4 separate regions of the Mus musculus genome follow, and all the other regions are linked to region 1. Evidence: chromatin contacts called from public HiCAR-type data. All regions are on one chromosome and are shown on one strand. The core of a region is the stretch at or near the end of the contact, and the rest is flanking DNA. Distances in the headings are between cores, read along the strand shown.

The links. HiCAR-type assays count read pairs that join an accessible place to other places.
Region 2: a contact with region 1 is called in a HiCAR-type map of astrocytes, with 4 times the contacts expected there. The contact joins the promoter of Cdk14 here to the promoter of Adam22 in region 1. A contact is called at or near these places in 1 of 39 promoter capture datasets (hippocampal neurons) and 1 of 115 datasets of contacts at active chromatin or transcription factors (astrocytes).
Region 3: a HiCAR-type map of astrocytes shows a contact between it and region 1, with 6 times the contacts expected there. The contact joins the promoter of Steap1 here to the promoter of Adam22 in region 1. A contact is called at or near these places in 4 of 39 promoter capture datasets (cranial neural crest, hippocampal neurons and liver) and 1 of 115 datasets of contacts at active chromatin or transcription factors (astrocytes).
Region 4: a contact with region 1 is called in a HiCAR-type map of astrocytes, with 8 times the contacts expected there. The contact joins the enhancer-like site here to the promoter of Adam22 in region 1. A contact is called at or near these places in 3 of 39 promoter capture datasets (the C10 cell line, cranial neural crest and hippocampal neurons) and 1 of 115 datasets of contacts at active chromatin or transcription factors (astrocytes).

What each region holds. Positions count from the first base shown.
Region 1 is chr5:8,366,711-8,369,676 of GRCm38.p6, reverse strand. It overlaps Adam22 (a disintegrin and metallopeptidase domain 22), which reads left to right and starts at 1,517. Exons shown (of 31, transcript NM_001310440.1): 1 at 1,517-1,801; 2 at 2,316-2,476. The coding sequence starts at 1,723.
Region 2 is chr5:5,378,960-5,381,659 of GRCm38.p6, reverse strand. It overlaps Cdk14 (cyclin-dependent kinase 14), which reads left to right and starts at 1,409. Exons shown (of 15, transcript NM_011074.3): 1 at 1,409-1,625. The coding sequence starts at 1,535.
Region 3 is chr5:5,747,860-5,750,867 of GRCm38.p6, reverse strand. It overlaps Steap1 (six transmembrane epithelial antigen of the prostate 1), which reads left to right and starts at 1,551. Exons shown (of 5, transcript NM_027399.3): 1 at 1,551-1,621. It overlaps Gm46900 (atherin-like), which reads right to left. Exons shown (of 2, transcript XM_017321192.2): 2 at 678-2,417. The coding sequence starts at 1,937. The coding sequence ends at 1,254.
Region 4 is chr5:5,506,739-5,509,772 of GRCm38.p6, reverse strand. It overlaps Cldn12 (claudin 12), which reads left to right. Exons shown (of 4, transcript NM_022890.2): 4 at 1,319-3,034. The coding sequence starts at 1,348. The coding sequence ends at 2,082. Among named protein-coding and RNA genes, the nearest start is that of Cldn12, 6.7 kb to the left of the region's middle. Within about 2 kb of position 1,737, at least 47 of the 459 cell types and tissues checked have an H3K27ac peak or open chromatin away from gene starts, as enhancers often do. A contact at or near this core is called in astrocytes, where this site is marked.

The DNA.
Region 1 (2,966 bases), core at 268-2,767:
GGGGTGTTGGATTTTTCTGCAACTGATGAGATGATCACGTGTTTTTTGTCTTTCAGTTTTTTATATGTTGGATTACATTTATTGATTTACATATGTTGAGTCATTTCTGCATCTTTGTGATAAAGCCTACTTGATCTAATTCTTAATTCTCTCTCTCTCTCTCTCTCTTTCTCTCTCTCTCTTTTATTCTGGGGATCAAATGCCAATATATAGATTTCAAAATCTATAAAGCTCAAGTTCTAATTATGTTAATATGTGTGTTATTATTATTTCATCCTGGTGAGCCTCTAACATTTGAGAGGGGCAGTGTCTTATTTAGGGCTTTATTGCTGTGAACAGACACCATGACCAAGGCAACTCTTATAAGGACAATATTTGCTTGGAGTTGGCTTACAGGTTCAGAGGTTCAGTCCATTATCAAGATGGGAGCATGGCAGTGTGGAGGCAGGCATATGGCAGGAGGAGCTGAAGGAGCTGAGAGTTCTATGACTTCATCTGAAGGCTACTAGGAGAAGACTGGCTTCCAGGCAGCTAGGAGGAGGGGGTTAAAGCCTACACCCACAGCGGTACACCTATTCCAACAAGGCTACACTTTTGAATAGTGCCACTCCCTAGGTAGGGAAAGCGGCCTGACAAAGTCGTTTTCCTTATCTATTACTGGTGCAGGTTTGAAGCTGACAGATATAGGAGGAAGCAAACATATCACAGAGTATCCGGCTGACTCACTCTTCACAAGTCTTCCTAGACCTCTGGGAGACATCTGATTCTCCTGGAGTTGGGTTAACCACTCTCCCTTAGGTATCAAAATTAAAATGAAATCAAATGTCAATTCAAAAAAAGGCGTGGAGAATGGACAGAGATGTCTCAGAGGTTTAAAACACTAAGTGTTCCTCCAGAGAAAATGAGTTGGATTCCCAGAACCCACAAAACCTTCTGTAACCCCAGTCCTAGGGACCCAACATTCTCTTTGGGCCTCCAACCATAGACACTGCATACACATGGCAGGTGCACAGACACACCTGTCAGCAAAATACTTCATAGGAATAAAAGCATTGAAAACCGCCTTGGGAAAATTCTTACCAAAAAGGCTTTTCTTAATTGCACCTCACAATGTGTGACTCACGCCCAGCACACAGTAGGCCCTCAGTCCAGATCTGTGGCAAAATTGACTTGTCCTGCACTCAAGGCATGGTCTCTTGGAAACACAAGAAATAGTAGTAGCTCGTGAGCAACCCTGTGGCTCTTCGCAGAACTTGGGGGCGAATTCGGGGTGCGGCCACTGTGCAGGTGACCTCCATCACCTCTCCTCCTTTGGTGTGCAGTCTACTTCTTGGGTTTTGGGTGGCTATGGTAGCGTCGCCTTAGAGACCAGCTAGCTGTGCGGGGAGGGAACTACATTTCCCAGCTACTCTGGTGCGCGCGGCCGGGTGCGGCGCGTGGGGCAAGTGCACCACCAGGGCCCTGCGCACCCGGCTCTTTCCCCCCGCTGTGCTGGCCACCAGCCCGGGCCTCCGCCTGGGGATGAGGTGGGAGGCGCTAGAAGCCACTTAGCTACAGGCTGGCGCCCGAAGCGGCGCTCGCTCGCTGCCCCCGCCACCGAAGCGCTCGCCAGGCACAATGCAGCACTGAGGCCACGGAGGCTGCGGTAGCGGCTCGAGCTGGGAAGGGGCGGTTGGGAGGCCGAGCCCCAGGCCCGGGCAAGAGCAGCTGAGCGCCGCCACCATGCAGGCAGCGGCGGCCGCGTCCTTCTGGCTGCTCTGCGTCTTGGGGACCTGCCCCCTGGCGCGCTGCGGTCGGGCAGGTAAGTTCGCATTTGCCGGGGTTTCCAGGACTCTTTGGAGCCTGGAGGACCCTCTAAAAGCCGCACCCGCATTTCCACAGTGCGCCGTCGTTTATTTTTTATTTTTATTTTTTGAAGGTCGGCGAGGAAGGGGTGTAAGCACACATGTGTGGGGGACCCGAGGATGCATCAGCAATCTGGGGTCAAATGCTTTTTTTTTTTTTTTTTTTCTCTTTCCTCCTGCAAAAGAAGAGTCTCCTTCAGGAAAACGGGAAAGGGGTGCCCTGTTTCTGGGCCCAGAGATGCTCTCGAAAGAGCTGGTTCCAGGGCTTTCCAGCTGGTGTCTCTGCGTCCTTCCCAGTTAGGTCCAGGAGGGAGGAGGCGGGGAATAAGGTGATGAGGAGTGCAGGATGGAGGACTGTGGGTCAGGGTCATTATTTTTTGCTGTTTCTCTCTACTCCCTCCTTCCCTCCTTCCCTCCTTCCCTCCTTCCCTCCTTCCCTCCTTCCTGCCTGCCTGCCTGCCTGCCTGCAAGGAGTCGCCTCACTGAAAGGACTGGAGAGGGGGAAAGAAAACCGCTTCCTGGAGCGCCAGAGCATCATACCACTGCGCCTCATCTATCGCTTGGGCGGCGAGGATGAAACTCAGCACAACCAGCTCGACACGCGGGTGCGGGGCGACCCTGGCGGACCGCAGGTGAGTGGCGGGGTTCGGGAGATGGTCCTCCACACTGCCCAGGGACCCCGCGTTTGCTTAGGGTTGCCCTGGAAATGCGGTGTACCGGGTGAAAAGAGCACAGTCCTAATTTGATTCCTGCATGATACTCTTGGTGTAAGTGCAAAAAGGAGGAAAAAAGGAACCAAAAGAAGGGTAGGCCAATGTTTTGCAGACGTGCTAGGGGGTAGGGGTGGCATTGGATGCTCCTAGTAGCCCTGTAACCTGAGCTAGGGACAAGAGGCACAGACCCTATCTCCTTAGTCAAGTGAAAACTGCACGGGGTAGGAGGAGTCTATTTAGGCAGGATATGCATCACCATCTTTGTTGTTTTAACTCTGAGAGAAAACATTATAAACCAGGATGATTATTGTAGAAAGAAGAGAGGAGAAGAAAACTAGGCTGCTCTAAGAAACCAAACTAAAATAAACAACATCTCAAAATCCCCTGGTCACTCAGATTTGTGAACACC
Region 2 (2,700 bases), core at 160-2,659, 3.0 Mb after region 1:
TCTGTAATTACTGAGATATGGCTGTCAGGACCCAACATCCCTGCGTTTAAACTCTCTTGACTTTGCTATGGATTCCTGGCTCTCTCCTGTTAGGGGCTTGGCTTGACTAGCTAGCAGCTTTTTATCAGTGGCAATCTACCAAAACCCTGTAATGTGCTCAGCACAGGGCAGAACAAATCAGTGTTCTACCTCACAATTTAAGGAAGGCAGGGGGCTAGTTTTTGTTTTAAGATAAACATCTTTCGACAAAACACAAACTCCCCAAAACTTCCTTTAAACTAAACAGCATTGTCACACCCACAAAAGCTCCTATTACTTACCCAGCCAGATGACTCAAGATCACTAACGTTTCTTTCATAAGGACTTTGCTGGCCCATAATCAGTACACCAGGCCAACCCCCATCTTCCTTCACCCTCCCCTGGGAGACTGACGTTTGGAGCACCTCATTTATTAGAAAAAAAAAAAGACTGTTTTCTGCCGGAACTGTTTGTCCCGGGGCTTTTTAAAAAAGCCACTCTTAAGATCCTTTTCAAGTTCATTCACTGAAGTGGGGAAAGGAGGTGACAATAGGTTGTAAGTTTACCGATGACCAGAGTATCCTGCTGAGGAGTCACCCACAGTGACATTCCTGTCACCCAGAGACAGGGCTGAGGCAAAACGCAGGTGCCCTGACTTCTAGAAGTTCCGGGGTGGGGAGCATTTTCAGCTTTTGCACTGTACCCCAATAAAATGGGGCCTCTCCTGCCCTTTGGAGCACCCACTTTCCCTGCAAATTAAAACCAACCACCCCACGCCATAAAGTCTATCCTAAACCCGAATGCGTCCCCAAGGTCTTCGAGCACCTCGTCGGACACTCCCCAACATTTCCGGGTCGTGGGCCAACACGGACCGCACCGGGTGGACTGGCCCGCCTGCGGGCTGCGGTCCCGGAGCGCGCGGAAGGAGCGCGGCCGCGGCGGGCGGAGCGCGGGCGGCCGGGAGGGGGCGCCGCCCGGGCGCGGCGGGTCCGGGAGGGCGGCGGAGGCCTGGGAGTCGGAGTCGGATTCGGAGCCGGAGCGCGGCGCGGGGTCGCGCGGGGGTCCCGGGCGCCAGGCCTCCGGCGAGGGCAGTCGCAGGTCTCCGTGCAGCGCCGCCCCTCGGGCTGGGGAACTTGTCCCGCTCGCCCGGTCCGCAGCCGCCTGCGCCTCCTCGTCCGCGGACCCCCATCTCCGGCCGCGGCCGCGCGGCTCTTGCTTACAAAGGAGGGAAAATGCGGCGGGCGGCCGCGCAGCGCGGGGGCCCCCGGGCGGCGGGGATGGCGGCAGCCCCCGGCACCACGTAAGACGCCCCCGCGCGCCCAGCCTCGGCCCAGGCCCGAGCCCCGCAGCCTGGCGAGCGCTGCGCGTCGCCCGCGGCCCGCGAGGAGGCGGAGGCGGAGGAGCAGGACGAGGCGCCGCCTTCCCCGCGCCGCGCGCCCTCGCCCGCCGTTGTCTGCGCTGCGCTGCGCTGCGCTGGACCAGTTTCGCGAAGTTGCCGGGGCCCTACGCCGCCCAGATGTGCGACCTCATTGAACCGCAGCCGGCCGAGAAGATCGGCAAGATGAAGAAGTTGAGGAGAACTTTGTCCGAGAGTTTCAGCCGCATCGGTGAGTGTAGTCGACTGTCCCCAGTGTCCTGCGGGCGATCCCGGGGCTCGCTCCCTCAGTCCCCGCGCCCACTCCGTGCTCCGGGCACCAACCAGGCGGCTGCCACCTCGGGGTGAGCTGCGAACCAGGGATGAAGGAGAGGACTCCAGGCTAGGGCAGGGACCAGCTGGAGGGCCATCCCTCTGCCCCCAGGACCTGGGCTTCGTTCGTGGACTGTCTTAAGCCTCCAATTTGAGTTCCTCCTCCCCGCCAATAGTATCTTTGGCGCCCGCAGTGAACCGGAGAGGGAACACCCGGTCCCCACCGCCATCGGGTTTCTGTGGCCACCTAGGTTACTTAAAGCGAGTTGGTTTTAAGTGCTTAGCCAATAATTTAGCTTTGGGAATTGTTGAAACGTTGACATGTGCCTGATGTTGTTTAATGTACTCAACCTAGAGGAAGTGGGACAGATACCTTGGGACCTTTTGTTCCGTACTCCGGGTCCTATAATTGGAGGTTTGGGTGTTCGGTTTGTAGGTCTTGAAACCTTCCAGCTGCTGTGGTGAAGGGTGAGCTGTGAAGTTGTGGAGACATTTATGAATATGTCTCCTGAACTTGCTCCATTAGTGCAGTCCAGAGGCTATTGTCTTCTTTAAAAAAAAAATCAACCAACTTAACAGAGCATAAACACACAGCATTAACAAAACAAAACAAAACAAAACGCTCAAGGAATGTTTAGGATACTTAATGAATACATGCTATAGGCTGCAGCAAGATGACAGCTGTGTCCGGTGGAATGGGTTTGTTGAATCTTGAGTGTTGGTGGCAGAAAGTGCCTGTAAACCTGGAGGCATAGCTGCTACCTAAACTTTGGTCCTTAACTTTCTTTGATACAGGTAACTGTGCAAAGCAAGGGAATCCTATAAGCCCCAAGCCAACACATGGGAGTGTCCCAGCATACCTTCTGGCCTTTGGCTCACCTGTTATGTTAGTGAAAGTTAATTAATTAATCATAAGCTAATTCCTTAAAGCCCTGATGTGCCAGTGAGTGTCTGCAGTCTGAAGACAGTTTGCATGTATGGACAATGAACTATGA
Region 3 (3,008 bases), core at 302-2,801, 2.6 Mb after region 1:
ATACAGAATGTGCCGGTGACGTTCAGCCTCTCTTTACCCGGGTCTCCCATCATAATCAGTCTCACTTGCATCTTCTCTACTTTATCTTTCACACCACATTACTCTCTTTACTTCTAAAATGGCAGTCAGATGCACTATAGGGTCCAGAAATTATCCTTCAAAGGCACATGGAGTCATCAAACCGGGAAGCCCTTGACCCGGAACCACATTACAAAAATATTCAGGTTGGAGACCCAGCTCAGTTGGTAAAGTGTCCTTGTGACTTACAGTTGGAACCTGCAGAGCTCCATTGTGGGAGGAGGGCAATCTCTGGACTTGGAGCTACAATACAGGTTTATTTTGAAATCCTCCCAACCCTTGCTTCTTGGGACTGCCACACCTAGTTATCATCTGACCTCCACGTGCATGCAGTAACATTCATCCACATACCTACAATAAATAAATAAACAAACAAACAAACGTGATGAAGGTATTTGAGTGCAGTTTGGGTGTACAGACTTATTTATAGGACCTAATTTATTTACCCTTCTGGTGTATCAACTTTATTCTTAAGATACACGCCAGAAAATGGGAAACTGAAGAACAACTGCGTGCTGGGAACAGAACCCCTGTGGTTGTGAGTCTTAGCCCACTAACTAGAAGTTTCCCTAACCCTCGGTCTAATGATTTTCTTCCTTGGAAATAAAAGCTGCAAGCGTCTATTTTGCCACAAGGTGTCAGGCCGGGGTAATTTAATCTTCAAAGGCCTTTTACACTATCTGATGGGAGTCAGTGAACCCAAACATTATCCACGGAGCACTAAGACACGCAGGACAGTGGAGTTCAGATCATCCCTTTAATTCCAGCACTCGGGAGGCAGAAGTAGGCTGATCTCAGAAAAAGAGGAGTTTGTGACCCAGGGTCACATTAAAAACAACACTCAGGTTGGAGACGCAGCTCCACCTTGGTCGTTAGTGTCTAGAGTCTGAGTTGAATCTGCAAAACTCTGTGGTGAACGGAGGGTGGTCCCTAGCGTCAGAGCTACGGGTTATTTTTAAATCCTCTCAACCCTGTGCTTCTTGTGACCACCACACCGAGGTATCATCTGACCTCCACGTGTGTATCATAATATTCATTCACATAGCTACAATAAACAAATAAACCCGGTGTAAAAGTCACTCACAAACTCAGATTCATCCTCTGACTGTCCTAACAGCTAGTCGTCTGAGAAACTGCTCTGTTGGAAGAGCGCTCCACCGCGGACGGCGTAATCGCTACAGAGCAGTTGGTCTCCAAGTGTGGGATCCAGGATCACTACAGCGTCGCCCGGCAACAGGCGAAATGCACAACTGCAGATTTCGACCAGGTCCCAGTCGGTTTCCAGTGAGCCCTGCTGGTGACCCTGGGTCCCCCTTGCACAGCCAAGGATTCGCCCCCGGCGACGCCCCTCCCACGGCGGCCGCAGCGAAGCCCCTGGGTGTGAGCAGGAGCTGGTCTCCGGCAGGGGGCGCTGTGCGCGCGGCGGCCGAGGGGCGGGGTCTGCGGAGCGGGCTGTGCTGGGCAGCGAGATTCGGGCTCCGCGTGGGACTGGGAGTCCGTCCGGGCAGCGAGCGCCTCGCCGTCGGGTCCCACGGAGAAGCCGGTGAGTCCCGAGTCTCGTTCGCAGGCCGCTTGCTCCCCGCCTCCGCGGGCCTTGGGAATCTGCTGCGGGCCGGGGAAGGGGTGAGGCGGGTCTCAGGGGCGGGCGGTGGTGCTCCGGGCAGCGGGGCGCCCCTTCGGCCCCTCGCGGATCTCGGCGAGCCCCGCGGGGAGCAGGTCTCCGCGGTCCCGGCTCTGGAGCTTAGGTCAACTTTGCAGTCAGGTTGGGTTCCCCCGGTAAGTTTGCCAACTTGGCAGTTTCCGCAAGTTTGCCTCGCTGGATGAATGACTCGTCCTGCTGTTTGAGCTGGTTTCTTCATGGAATTTTTTTTTTTTTTTTTTCATTTTAAGTCTTTGGAACACCGGTCCTACTCTTTCGGGATCTGAGTAGGATTCGGGTTTAAAATAGTCAGAGCTTTTAAATAAGGCACTCTGGTGAAAGCAACTAACAGACGTTTGTAGTCCAAGAATTTAAGTCCACTTCAAATTTAGTTATGCTGTTCCGTTGAGGTGGGGGATACATCCACATCTCGATATAAAATCAAGGGAATGTATTTAATATTAATGTTAAGCACTTGGGGAAGCAATGCTTTAAGAAACAGCCCGCTGTAGAACACCTTCCCCTCTTCCAATAATTAACTGTGGCAAAGCAAAAAAATACATTTGAAAGACTCGTGGGACATGCACTGCAACCCACAATGTATTCCAGTCACTGGGTTTCTTGGATTCTAAACTCCTTCCCATAAACATGAGTCTGTTGGGCTGTGTCAATATTTAGCAGGAACAACAAGCCAGCCAACCTAATCCAGGAAAACAGAAATCACTATTTAATGGGGAAGAAAGCTGGAGAATGTTGGTTCAAATCCTGGAGTTCTTGACATCTCTGCACTATGCTGTTTCCTGCTGAGTTTGCTGGACAGCCTGATGAAACCTCTCCTGTAGAAGTGTAATTATAGGTGTAGCTAAGGTCTGGTGGAAGAAGGCATGATTTATTTAGCTGATAGTTTGTTTTCCTGGTTTCTGGGCATACAGTCAACAATCACCTTTACGGGCATTGGCTCTTTTCCTTAGCGATGCTCCTCAGAGTGGTACCATGCAAACAAATGGCTAGGCATCTCCTCTGGGCCACTCTGTCCTTCCACCCAGAATCTCTCAGCAGTGGCTGTCTGTCATGTCAGCAAGCACCAACAACTCACTGCAGGTCACAGGACTGGGTAAAGAAAGGGGCTCTCATCCGTTTTCTCCACTTCCTTTCCAGAGCCACCATCTGTCTATACACTATTATCCTTTAAGATGTATGGCATTACCACACAGGTCTTAATGGAGCGTTTCCCTGTCCTAAACTTTCTTTGAGAACAGACTTATCATTTAACTTTGTATTTCCCGTGTCT
Region 4 (3,034 bases), core at 488-2,987, 2.9 Mb after region 1:
AGAGCATGCAGCCTTGTAATTTGAGAAGAGAGAAAGGCCGTGTGCTGTTTCTATTACAATGGTAAGGGGTTCTGAAGGGGTTCTACTTCAGAATCTGCGTGTATCTTATGCTAACGTTAATAGCTTTATAAATACCAAGTCTTGGAGATTTCCCTGAAAAGCACTTGAGTCTAATTAAATCATCCAGAAGATAGGTAAGAAGAAATTCCAGGACCTTTTATTCTCTTCTGATCGACTGGAGATGGGCCCATTTCATTTCTAATAACTTCCTGGTGTGCCAGAAAGTAGCGAGACGAGTTTGCTTTTTCTCAAGTAGCATTTGCTCAGTAAATGCTGCTTAAGCCACTGTAGTGTGCCAGGTACTAAGCTCTGGTCAAGCAGAAAAGGCAGCCGCTCGTGCTCACACCCAGCGTTCCCTTTACACAGTGCTTCAGGCGTGTTCTAAGCACGTGCCATTGCATTAACTCATTGGATGCATGAGAAAAAAGCCCTGTGAGGTAGGCTCTACTTTCTTACCCAGTTTGCAGATGAGGAGTGAAGGCACAGGGAATGTCTGTCTGTCAGCCAGGTCACGAGGCAGCTCTGAACGTCCGTCCTGCTGTCCTGCCATGCTTCTCCAGACAGCTTACTCACCTGCTGCTTGGGGCTCACTTTGCATTTGTTAGAGCACTTATGCTGAGGCTGAGGTCGTAGAGCCTGTAGCTGTTAGATATTGAGTGTCCTAGCCCTTGCTTGCTACAGTTTGAATAATTTGTGATTTATTTTTTTCATTGAAAACCTGATATGCAAAGTGGCCCGTGTATGTATGCTGAGTGAATATTGACAACCACTTTTAAATTTTAGGTGTGATGTTACTCTCTTTAATTATGAAGAAAAATAACAATGGCTGAAGATTTTAGTTGCTGTGTGACAAAGAGATGACAAAGCACATGTGTGCACTTGATCTGGGACATATGTGTTAATAATGTACATTCATATTGTACAGACAGGAGACTGGAGTTTCCATCTCCTTCCTTCCTTCCTTCCCTCCCTCCCTCCCTCCCTCCCTCCCTCCCTCCCTCCCTCCCTCCCCCACCTTTCTTTCTTTCTGATAGGATGGGTAGGTGGTTGGCAGGGTCTAGTCTAGAACTCAATTTAGAGACCAGGCTGCCCTCAGACATGCTGCAGTCCTGGTGCCTTAGCCACAGAAGTGCTAGGATTGCACTAGCTAGCTCCCTCCTGCACTAGCATTTCATCTCTAAATGTGCTGCCAGTTGGTGGCAACTCTAGCTGTGCTCTCCCATGGTGCCTGATTTGCCCTGTGTGTGTCATCCCCCAGACTGACCATACAGCTCAAGCCCTCCTGCCATGGGCTGCCGAGATGTCCACGCAGCCACCGTCCTGTCCTTCCTGTGTGGTATTGCCTCTGTCGCAGGCCTCTTTGCGGGGACTCTGCTTCCTAACTGGAGGAAACTGCGGCTGATCACATTCAACAGAAACGAGAAGAACCTGACGATTTACACGGGCCTGTGGGTGAAGTGTGCCCGGTATGATGGAAGCAGTGACTGCCTGATGTACGACCGTACGTGGTACCTGTCGGTTGACCAGCTGGACCTGCGTGTCCTCCAGTTTGCCCTGCCTCTCAGCATCGTGATCGCAATGGGTGCCTTGCTACTCTGCCTGATTGGAATGTGTAACACGGCCTTCAATTCTTCCGTGCCTAACATCAAACTGGCCAAGTGTCTGGTCAATAGTGCAGGCTGCCACCTGGTGGCCGGACTCCTGTTTTTTCTGGCAGGTACCGTGAGCCTCTCTCCGTCCATCTGGGCCATCTTTTATAACAGCCATCTCAACAGGAAGTTTGAGCCGGTCTTTACCTTTGACTATGCAGTATTTGTCACTATTGCTAGCTCAGGGGGTCTGTTTATGACTGCTCTCCTGCTGTTCGTTTGGTATTGTGCATGCAAGTCTTTGTCCTCTCCTTTCTGGCAACCGCTGTACTCTCACGCTCCCGGGATGCACACTTACTCACAGCCCTATTCATCACGGTCCCGCCTCTCTGCCATTGAAATCGACATTCCAGTAGTCTCACACAGCACTTAACAGAGATACAATTAACTGTTCAAAGGATGTCTTGTAGCCTCACAGCCCCCTGCATAATGAGCCTTTTTGGACCTGTGTACATTTTTCCTATGTTCCTTATCAGTCAGTGGAGCCAAATTTGTATATCTTGGTAGAATGAAATGCTGCTAGATTTTATGAGGTACATATTACATTCTTCTAAATGTGAACCATTCCTTTTATCTTGCTTCTGAGACTAGAAGGGTCTCTAGCCTCCTTGTTGATGTCTGATCAATAGCTTATGTGAAAGGACCCATGATAACACTGGAGGCAGTGAAGACAGCATATTGAACAATGCTGTTTGATCTTCACCCGTATTTCAGATTGTGCATTGACTCCGATGATTGAAAGGTGGAAGGGGCAGTTTCAAACTTAAGACGTTTCAGTCGGATGAGGCTAGGAGTTTGTCTGTCTCCAGAACTCTTCCAGCTTGAAGGTATAATTTCATTCTCTCTGGGGACTAATTGAATAGGCATCAGTATACTGAAGATTGCTATCTTCTACCTCATTCCAGGGAAAAGTAAAACGCATTTTACATGACAGAGTAAAGCTAATATTTAAGCATGGTTAACATTTGGCTTCTTCATTGGTTTCAGATGGGGTCTTGCTGTGTAGCTCTGGCTGGCCTAGAGATCACTGCAGACCAGTGTGTACTCAGACTTTCTACCCGCTTGCCTCCTGAGCACTAACTACAAGGCACACCCAATTACACTAACAATGCGTCAGGAGACAGTCAGTATGTTGCTTCATTTGAAGCAAGAATCCCTTTCCAGATCCCCTTATCAGGTAGTGCTCATGCGCTGGCCAAGCTCTTAGTGCCTAGGACAAAATTGTTTTTCAGGGCGCGGGAGTCTGTTCTTTAGTGTCAGCGCCAAAGATTCATTTGGTGGCTACTATTTGAGTAGTGGCTTTAGTCTGTTCAGTTCCTGCTTCA